3 separate regions of the Mus musculus genome follow, and all the other regions are linked to region 2. The links are chromatin contacts, called in public Hi-C and promoter capture Hi-C maps. All regions are on one chromosome and are shown on one strand. The core of a region is the stretch at or near the end of the contact, and the rest is flanking DNA. Distances in the headings are between cores, read along the strand shown. Region 1 holds the start of Nup37 (nucleoporin 37). Region 2 holds the start of Rtcb (RNA 2',3'-cyclic phosphate and 5'-OH ligase). Region 3 holds the start of Washc3 (WASH complex subunit 3).

Region 1 (2,851 bases), core at 25-2,524, 2.2 Mb after region 2:
TCCACTGCTCTCCACCTTGTTGACTTGCCCCGGCATCACTTGTCTACACCTCTAGCACACTGGGGTTGCAAGCAGACTACTACACCAGTGTCTCCGTTAGCCCTGGGGATTTGGATTCCAGTCCTCATAGCTGTCCAGGCGCTTTATCCAGTGAGCCACCTCCCCAGGCCTCACTCACAATTCTCTGATGAGCACCTAGGTTATCTCCTATTTATCTCTTAAAAAACAAAATTGAAGAAGACACAAAAGCATGAGCTATGGGTGATATGATTAGTTTGCCTGAAATATTTTTTTTTTCCATCAACCATTTAAACATGTAAAACCATGTTTAGTTCTAGATCTGGCTATTCACCAACAGGCATCTGGGCTGGCATGCCAATATCCACTGTAGTTCCAGCTTTTCCAGGGTTACCTAACTTTAGATCTGGCTGCCCAGGTATAAGAATGGTCACAAAGCAATCAGGACTATGCCGCCCCCTCTGTTCTACCTCCCAGCCTGTTGTGAAGACTCGATGAGACGCTGGATATGAACAAAACAGAAGGTGTCAGAGGGAATAAACTCTTGCTTTTAAACTGGATTCAAAGTGCACTGGAGCAGAAAATCTGAGACAGGTAGTTGTCGCTGGAAGGTAAAGTGAGAGAGCACCACACTTAGCTAACTATCCCTGCCACCACACCCCTGCATTAGCTGTACCTCGTGATTACCACAAATTTCTCCACGTCCATAATTGGGACTACTTAACAGAATTATAAGGCACCAGTGAAGGAAATAGCCAACCTCCTTATTGCCAGCACTTAGCAAATCTCCATTAAAAGATGACAGGTGACAGTTATTCTTCTTGCCTGGTCCGGAATGGCCCTCTGAAGGATGCAACGACAGAAAATCTGAGAAGCCTGCACTCGTCGTGTGCCAGATCCCCGATCTAACGGACTAAAAGAAGATTTTGATGGGTTTCGGTCTTGCCGAAGCCCTAGCGTCTTTTTTTCCACGGGACACCGTGAAGTCGGGGCGAAGCCACTGCGCAGACAACGCCACTGGCTGGCACGTCGCTGTCACCGAGATGCGTTCGCAGAGCAGCAGCCCGAATGCCCACTGGAACTGCGACCCGGGGGCACAGAAGAGACCAGACCCACCTCGTCCAGTGACCCAGGCTGGGTGCAAGCGGAGGGAGGAGCAGCGCAGCCAGGACGCCGGAAGGCAGAGGTTTGAATCGCCTCGGCGTCCCTTTCAAATCTCGCGGCACGACCTGGGAACCAATCGCCGCGCTCGCCCTCCGACCCGGAAGCAGAGCGGGCGCACGCCCTGGCCACCTATGGTCGGGAGAGCCTTGCCCAGGTCGCCTCCCCTGCTTTAGGTGCGTATCGAGTGCGGTGACCGGGGATCGCCAGCTTGTGCTGCTTCCCCAGGGGCGCTTCCCTGTTCTCCAGAGCTCTTCCTTGTGACCTCGCGAGGTGGGAGTGGGTTTTCTCGGGCGACGCGTGGGGGACACAACTCCAGGGACCCTGGGAATATTGACCCAGGGCTTTAAAGACCTGGAGGTCAGGGGTTGCCATCAAATCCGGACCTCAAGTCCCCTGCATGCCTTATACCTCTCTGCTCTATGGTCTTCTCACCTGCCGGTCCCGCGTAACATGTGTCCAGTCTCTCTGAGATGGGACTTAATCTGAAAAAACTCAGCAGATAACTCAGGATTTTACGTGTTCTTTCTTAGCCTAGGGTGCCTCCTTTTCATTAACAACAAAGTAAAAATTAATTTGCACGTGAGAATGCTATTTCTACAGTACACACTACCTGTCTCGAGACAAATTAGTTGAGGATTGTGACAGGTGTTAATAACGTTAGTATCACACATTACTCCAGAGCCTGTATTTTTTAATCTCCTTATTTTATTGCATGGGTAATGGTTGGTTATAACTATTGCTACCTGATATTATCCTTCAAGGCTCTTGGACTCCATGTGTCTTTAGGCAGGGGTGGGACTTTCCAGTTCATCGGACCCTTGATAGTTCAGGTGGTCTGTCAAATTAGAATGTTAAAGGTCATATAATTCGAACAAATAATGTAGCATAGTCCTGAGATAGGCAGGTGTGTGTATTTGTGTTTTCTCTAGCATGTAGGCCCAACACATGCTAAATCTTTTAAATCCTCAACCTGTTGACGAACTTGGCAAATTTCTTCATAGGCAAAGAAGGGACTATTGGTAGTACCGGCGTTTATGGTACTCTTGCATATGACAGTGTCAGTACAACTTTCCAACTACAAATAGTGCTGCATCTCTATTGCTTAATAATCTTAGGACTCTATTTGTATTAAATTTATTCATGTGTGTGTTAATATAAGCAGACTTCTCTTTTGAGCTGGCTCTGACATTGCTATACCAAGCCCCATTATGATTCTTCTGTTGAATGACAAACACTTTGTAAATTTTGTTTGTGATCCACAGTTTCCTGACAGGCAATAAACAACTATTTGATTCTTACAACTGCTCCAGCTTTGGGATACAAGATGAAGCAAGATGCTACAAGAAATGCTGCGTACACCGTGGATTGCGAAGATTATGTGCACGTGGTAGAATTTAATCCCTTTGAGAGTGGAGATTCAGGAAACCTGATTGCATATGGCGGCAGTAATTATGTGGTTGTTGGCATGTGTACGTTTCAGGTTAGTCCACAAACTATACGGAGTGACAGTAGAGATACTTTATCAGTAATGTGTACAAACCAAAGCTGAACTTAAAAGTATGTTGCTTTTAATACAAGAAAAAAAAATTTTTTGAAGATCTACAGGGAATTCCCGTTACTAATTGTTGAGACATGTGTATACATTATATAGATGATAGATGTAAAAACA
Region 2 (2,968 bases), core at 195-2,694:
CATAGTGCTTCATTCTGCATGAACGTCTATACCACACAAAGTGCTTCATTCTGCATGAAGCTGCCACGTTGCGTCTTTTAAGAGGAAAACTTCCAGTCACAATCTAAAAGGATCTTAGAGCATTTTAGATCTGGGTTTAAACTGGAAATGTCCAACCCGTAAAATCTAATCAACGATCTTCAAAACGGAAAAACTGCTCACAAATTTCTGAGGCGATATGTCTATCATGATTTTGCTATTATATAACTTACGCATTATAAAAAGCATCATATATATATATATATATAATATGTATGTGTGTATAATATATATGTATATAATATATGCGTATATATATTATACACACACACACACACACGGATATAATGTACAATTTTCATGTGTCACTTAATAAATTAGCAAGACTCTACCAACCAGCCTTCCCTTCTTCCACACAACAAAGGAAAATACTGTTTCACTGCTGTGGACTTTTTCTCCCTAGTATACCTTGCAAAGTGGTGCAAGGCTTCTCTGTGTAACCAGTCCTGAATGGATCTTCCATTTCCCAGCCTCCAGGGATTATAGGCCCGAGCCACCAAGCGAAGCCTATCAGAAACTTTTTACTAAGACAAAGGACTGCAAATCTTTATTGCATTCTCATGGCATTTATGAGACGGTGTCACTTAACACATGTGCCAAAACCTCACAAGTGTTTTCTTCCTCAACGTTTATCGGAACTTTCGAGTACACACGGCGGTGGCGACAGCAGGCCCAGGGTTTCAGATCCTGGTCTCTGGCTCCCAAGCCTTCAGCTGAAACACATCATTCAGGCTGAGAGAAGTGGACTCGATACGAATTCAGGGTTGTCTTCCTAGATGGGTACAGATAAGTTACCCACCAACTCGGGGGTCCTCCGCCAAGAGCATATTAAAAGCTCGAATCATGCCGATTGTCGTTACGTTAAAACCCAGTTAAGTTTGGAGAATGCCATCTGTAAACGTTAACTAAATATCAGGACTCAAGAGAAACAGAGTTCCTGGCTGGCGGTGCCAACTTGGGAAAGTCCACAGAAATCTCGGAAGACCAGGAACACCGTGTCTGATGGTGCGTGGGGAAAACACGCGTGAGCCCCCACGCTGCGTCCGTCTGTCCTCGTGTGTGTGGACCTGGCGCGTGCAGTCTGCAGAGGAGGGAGACCTGGAACCCCGCAGCCCTGCGCTGGGCGGAGGCCGCCGGTTCGCGGCGGAGTCGCGGCCTGCAGCTCCCAAGGCCGCTGCCCCAACTCACCTGCATGTTGGGCACAAAGCCCTTCTTGATCCTCCAGCAGTTTTTATTGATCTTGTCCAAGAACTGTAGCTCATCGTTGTAGTTACGACTCATGGTGGCGGCGAGGCCAGCGATAGCTCCTGGCTACGCTTAGAAAGAGAAACCACCCCGCAGTCCACCCGCTCCACGCAGCGCCGCCTCTCAGGGCGCAGGCGCGACCAGCTCCGCTCCAGGAGGGAAGATGGCAAGCGCCGAGGCTCAAAACTCTTCGCGCGAGTCCTGATCATCTCGTTACAATGAATTACAGCGCTAGTCTTCACTTGCACTTCCCCCCCCTCTTTCTTTCTCTCCCTCTTTCTTTCTTTCTCTCTCTCTCTCTTCCTTCCTTTCTTCCTTTCTTTCTTTCTTTCTTTCTTTCTTTCTTCTTTCTTCCTTCCTTCCTTTCCTTCCTTTCTTTCCTTCTTCCTTTCTTTTCCTCTTTCTTTCTTTCTTTCTTTCTTTCTTTCTTCCCCTCTTTCTTTCTTTCCCTCTTTCTTTCTTTCTTTCTTTCTTTCTTTCTGTCTGTCTGTCTGTCTGTCTTTCTTCCTTCCTTCCTTCCTTTTTTCTTTCTTTCTTTCCTTTTCTTTCTTTTCCTCTTTCTTTCTTTCCCTCTTTCTTTCTTTCTTTCTTTCTTTCTCCCCCTCTTTCTTTCTTCCCCTCTTTCTTTCTTTCCCTCTATCTTTCTTTCTTCCCCTCTTTCTTTCTTTCTTTCTTTCTTTCTTTCTTTCTCTCTCTTTTTCCTTTCTTCCCCCCTCCCCCTTTCTCTCTCCCTCCCTCCCTTCACCCCCCCCCCTTTTTTAAAGTAAGATCTCGATACTTAGCCTTGGTGAGCCTATGTATCCGGGTTGGCTTCGAACTCTCACAGATACCCTTGCCAATGTCTCCTGACTGCTGCTATTGAAGACATACTGCTTTAAGAATGTTTTTGAGCTGCTCCTGAAACCTCTTCACCCTGGATCAGGTCAACTGCTATATAGAACATACAGTTTGGAGTTCATGCCCCATGAACATTAGTGAAACAGCTGAGCAAGATAAAATACTAATGACGTTTGCAATGTATCAGAATGAGATTGAAGATGTACAACAAACACTCCATTACAAAATGAGCATCCAAAAGAAGCATATCACAACACTGTATCATTTATTTCTACAAATGCTTGTGAAGGAAATCTGCTCTGGCCAGCAATTCCCTACAAAGATGGATAAATCCCTCTTTCAGGGATCACTGTGTTCCATAGCTTTGTTTGGACTGTGTCCTGTGTCTGTACCTTTAAACTTAATTGACTCTTGCTCTTGGGATAAGAAAGCTGGCAGTGATTTGCAGGATAGTCCTACCCTGTGAAAAACACCACCATAGCAATCAGGAAGACTTGGGTTCAGGTTCCGCCTATGCCATTACCACCTTTGTGTGATACATTCCTCTGTTTTCACTTCTATGAAATGGGATCATAATTATTCATAGTGGCTCTGAAGGTCACAGACATGAAACTGGAGGAGTAACTAGACCAGGATGTTAAGTACTTATACAGCCCTCTTCTATCCCCCAGTAACCTAAGGAGTTAAGCAAAGGGTGTGGTTTCTGTTCATTTTTACATATCCACCCTGGCTGTCCCACTCTCCTGCTCCCCTGTCCAGTCTCACCCTGCTGATTAATGACACTAATGTCAACTGTGAACTGCCTAGG
Region 3 (2,926 bases), core at 244-2,743, 2.2 Mb after region 2:
GTTTATCCAAAAGAGATCCTGATTTGGCTTGTCTAAGGCTAACCTCTGGAGTGGGCATTTTTTGTTTGTTTGTTTGTTTGTTTGTTTTTTTGTTTTTGTTTTTTTTTTGTTTTTTTGTTTTTTGAGACAGGGTTTCTCTGTATAGCCCTGGCTGTCCTGGAATTCACTTTGTAGACCAGCCTGGCCTCGAACTCAGAAATCCACCTGTCTCTGCCTCCCAAGTGCTGGGATTAAAGGCGTGCGCCACCACGCCCGGCCCTGGAGTGGGCGTTTTAAGAAGCACTCCCAAACAGAAGCTCACGAATCCCATTCAGAAAAACATGACTCTTCTTCTGCCATAAAAGGCCCTTCGTCAGCTTTTGTGTCTACTTCTGCCTTGTTTCATTATTCTCCACTTCTGGGCATTTCTACTTACACCACCAAACAATCTTTCCTTTGCCTTAAACGCCATATGCCCTCATGTCTCTGTACCTTTGTTTGGACAAAGGTTTATTCCAGATTGTCATCTTAACTGCTCTTAATGTTAAGTAGATACTAAAGTCGGCTTCCTCTTCTTGTACAACTTAGAAGCTCCTATTATCCACAGAACCGCACACTTTGCATGTGGTGTGCATGTACTCGTGGATCTACAAGTGTTTGTACATGCTAATTTGCAATGCCACAACTTTCACAGGAGTTTGTTTGCACGTCCATCTAACTTTTGCACATCAAAATTCTGCATGTCCTCCCTTTGACTAGTGTAGCAGAGGAGATCCTGTCACTTCTTCAGTACTTGTTTTGGTACAATAAAAAGGTTTACTTTTGCTTAGGTGACCTGCCCTAACTCACATCGCTGGTAAAATGTGCAGCCAAACTCTGAACCAAAATCTTCATACTGTAGGTGTAAGATCGTTTACATGACGTAAGTGCAGTCACTTTCACAGCTGTGTGTCTCAGTTGTTGCTTGAAATTATGTTATGTCAAAACAAACAAACAAACACCCTTAGAAACGGATCTCCAGTGCATGAGGCTTGCCAGGGCTGAAGACAAGTTCTGACAGACTTCTCTAGACTTCACAAGGGCTAACAGAGTATCTGGCACTTAGTAGGATTACACAAAAAGAGAAGTGCTCTTCAGTGAATTATGGATCTTTTTTTTGTTTGTTTGTTTTGTAACAGGACTAAGCAATTAAAATCTCAAAACGGATACAGCTCAGCTTCTAACTTTCCCAGTCTGACCTCATCCCAACCCTGCGTCTGTCTCCCTGTTTCTGTCTGTCTGAATCTGTCTCTTTCTGTTTCTCTTTCTCTATTTCTCTCTCCGTCTCTTTCCCTCACTCCACCACTCCCACCCACCCACCCCCTTTTCTTTTTCAGATTTTTTCAGATTTTACAGCTAAAACAGCAACTGTGAAACCTGCTCATCAGCAGCTTTTCCCCGGCCCAATTTTACAATCGGAATCATGAACTACCAATCCCAGAATGCTGAGCGAGAGCGAGGGGGCGGGGCGGCCTCTCTGAAGCCACCCATTGAATGGTGAACACTCGCGCTTTCTTCCGGAAAGGCCCCGAAGGCAGGAACTTGGGAAAGGAGTCTGGGCTCTCTACTGGGCTGGGAGGAGCTTGTGCCTGAGCCCCGGGGTCCCCATCCGCTGAGGAGATGGATGAGGATGGGCTTCCTCTCATGGGGTCAGGCATAGACCTGACCAAGGTTTGTAAAAGACCGACTTGAGCGTCCGACAAACAGGGAAGGAGGCTTGGCCAAGGGGCCCTGGTTCCCAGGGAGACGCCACCTCTCCAGGCCCAATCCGGGCCCCTGTTTTCCTACTCTGGGCAATGGGGGGAGCCCTGCAGTCCACTTTGAAAGGGGTCCCTCCTGGGCTAAGAAAAGAATTGGTGTGCCACGCAGCCTTTGCTCCCCACATCACGTGTCTCTACGCCCGAGGTTGACAGTCTGGAGATAGTACCACCTCTGACACTTCACCTCTTATTCGACTCTCTAGCTGCTCGTGTGTGTGTGTGTGTGTGTGTGTGTGTGTGTGTGTGTGTGTGTGTGTTTGACTCACACAAGATTCAGAAAAACAAATCAGCGACTCTTCTTAGCCCTTCGTGAACCACATGTCCCAGGGCAAAGACCATCCATCCCCCTCTATGAAATCCAGATATCCAAAGGATTGCAGAGAGTGTGTTTCTCCTGTAAGAATCGTGTTTGCTTTTTTACATGACACAGGTGCCAGCTATTCAACAGAAAAGAACCGTGGCCTTTCTAAACCAGTTTGTGGTGCACACTGTGCAGTTTCTCAACCGGTTTTCCGCAGTTTGTGAGGAGGTAGGTCCCGGGCTACTACTTCATGGAGCGGCCGAGAAGTCGCCTTCCGTCTTTCGTGGTGACAAATGTAGTCAAATGAAGTCAAACAAGAATTACAGCCTTCGTGTGTTCACTTTGCCATGAAATTCAAATGTCTTAAGGCCTTAGCATCTCTGATTCTGTCCCCATAAGTCCTGTGCGCTGTCTCAACTGAATTAGTATTCTAGAAGCTTCCATGAGATAGCTCAGCCAAGTTTGTTGTAATTATAACAAAGGGAATTCCAGAATTTCACAGTGGAATTTTTTTTTTATTTGAAAGGTTTTGTTTCATCTTCCTATTCTAGAGATTACATTTTAAATGTATGTTCGAGTTTATATCGAATTGCTTTCCATCCTTTGTGCCAAAAAGGATTCATGGAGGCAGCCTAGAGATACATGTTTCAAAAAATACTTTTCTGCAAATAACTGGATACATCATGAAGTGATAATTAAGTACATAGATAAGAATTAGGTGCCAGGTCCAGGAACCTCTCCTGAGCTTGCAAAAAGTTTTGTTTTTTGTTTATTTTAGAGGAAAATGGGGAATATATATTGAAACTGAATTTAAGAAAGGAAATAACAAATTAGAAACCTATAGACA

The links. Promoter capture Hi-C pulls out the DNA fragments that hold promoters and counts their contacts. Hi-C and Micro-C count contacts between places; a contact is called where the count stands out from the background.
Region 1: a contact with region 2 is called in a Hi-C map of B cells, with 5 read pairs. The contact joins the promoter of Nup37 here to the promoter of Rtcb in region 2. A contact is called at or near these places in 2 of 39 promoter capture datasets (hippocampal neurons and liver) and 3 of 484 Hi-C or Micro-C datasets (B cells, CD4 T cells and CD8 T cells).
Region 3: a promoter capture Hi-C map of hippocampal neurons shows a contact between it and region 2, with 5 times the contacts expected there. The contact joins the promoter of Washc3 here to the promoter of Rtcb in region 2. A contact is called at or near these places in 2 of 39 promoter capture datasets (embryonic stem cells and hippocampal neurons), 1 of 484 Hi-C or Micro-C datasets (CD4 T cells), 1 of 115 datasets of contacts at active chromatin or transcription factors (astrocytes) and 1 of 9 other capture datasets (adipose tissue).

What each region holds. Positions count from the first base shown.
Region 1 is chr10:88,145,718-88,148,568 of GRCm38.p6, forward strand. Nup37 (nucleoporin 37) reads left to right here and starts at 1,275. Exons shown (of 10, transcript NM_027191.2): 1 at 1,275-1,355; 2 at 2,445-2,662. The coding sequence starts at 2,507. Parpbp (PARP1 binding protein) reads right to left here and starts at 1,224. Exons shown (of 11, transcript NM_029249.2): 1 at 779-1,224.
Region 2 is chr10:85,956,349-85,959,316 of GRCm38.p6, forward strand. It overlaps Rtcb (RNA 2',3'-cyclic phosphate and 5'-OH ligase), which reads right to left and starts at 1,445. Exons shown (of 12, transcript NM_145422.4): 1 at 1,267-1,445. The coding sequence starts at 1,359.
Region 3 is chr10:88,199,604-88,202,529 of GRCm38.p6, forward strand. It overlaps Washc3 (WASH complex subunit 3), which reads left to right and starts at 1,494. Exons shown (of 7, transcript NM_026070.3): 1 at 1,494-1,689; 2 at 2,209-2,307. The coding sequence starts at 1,639.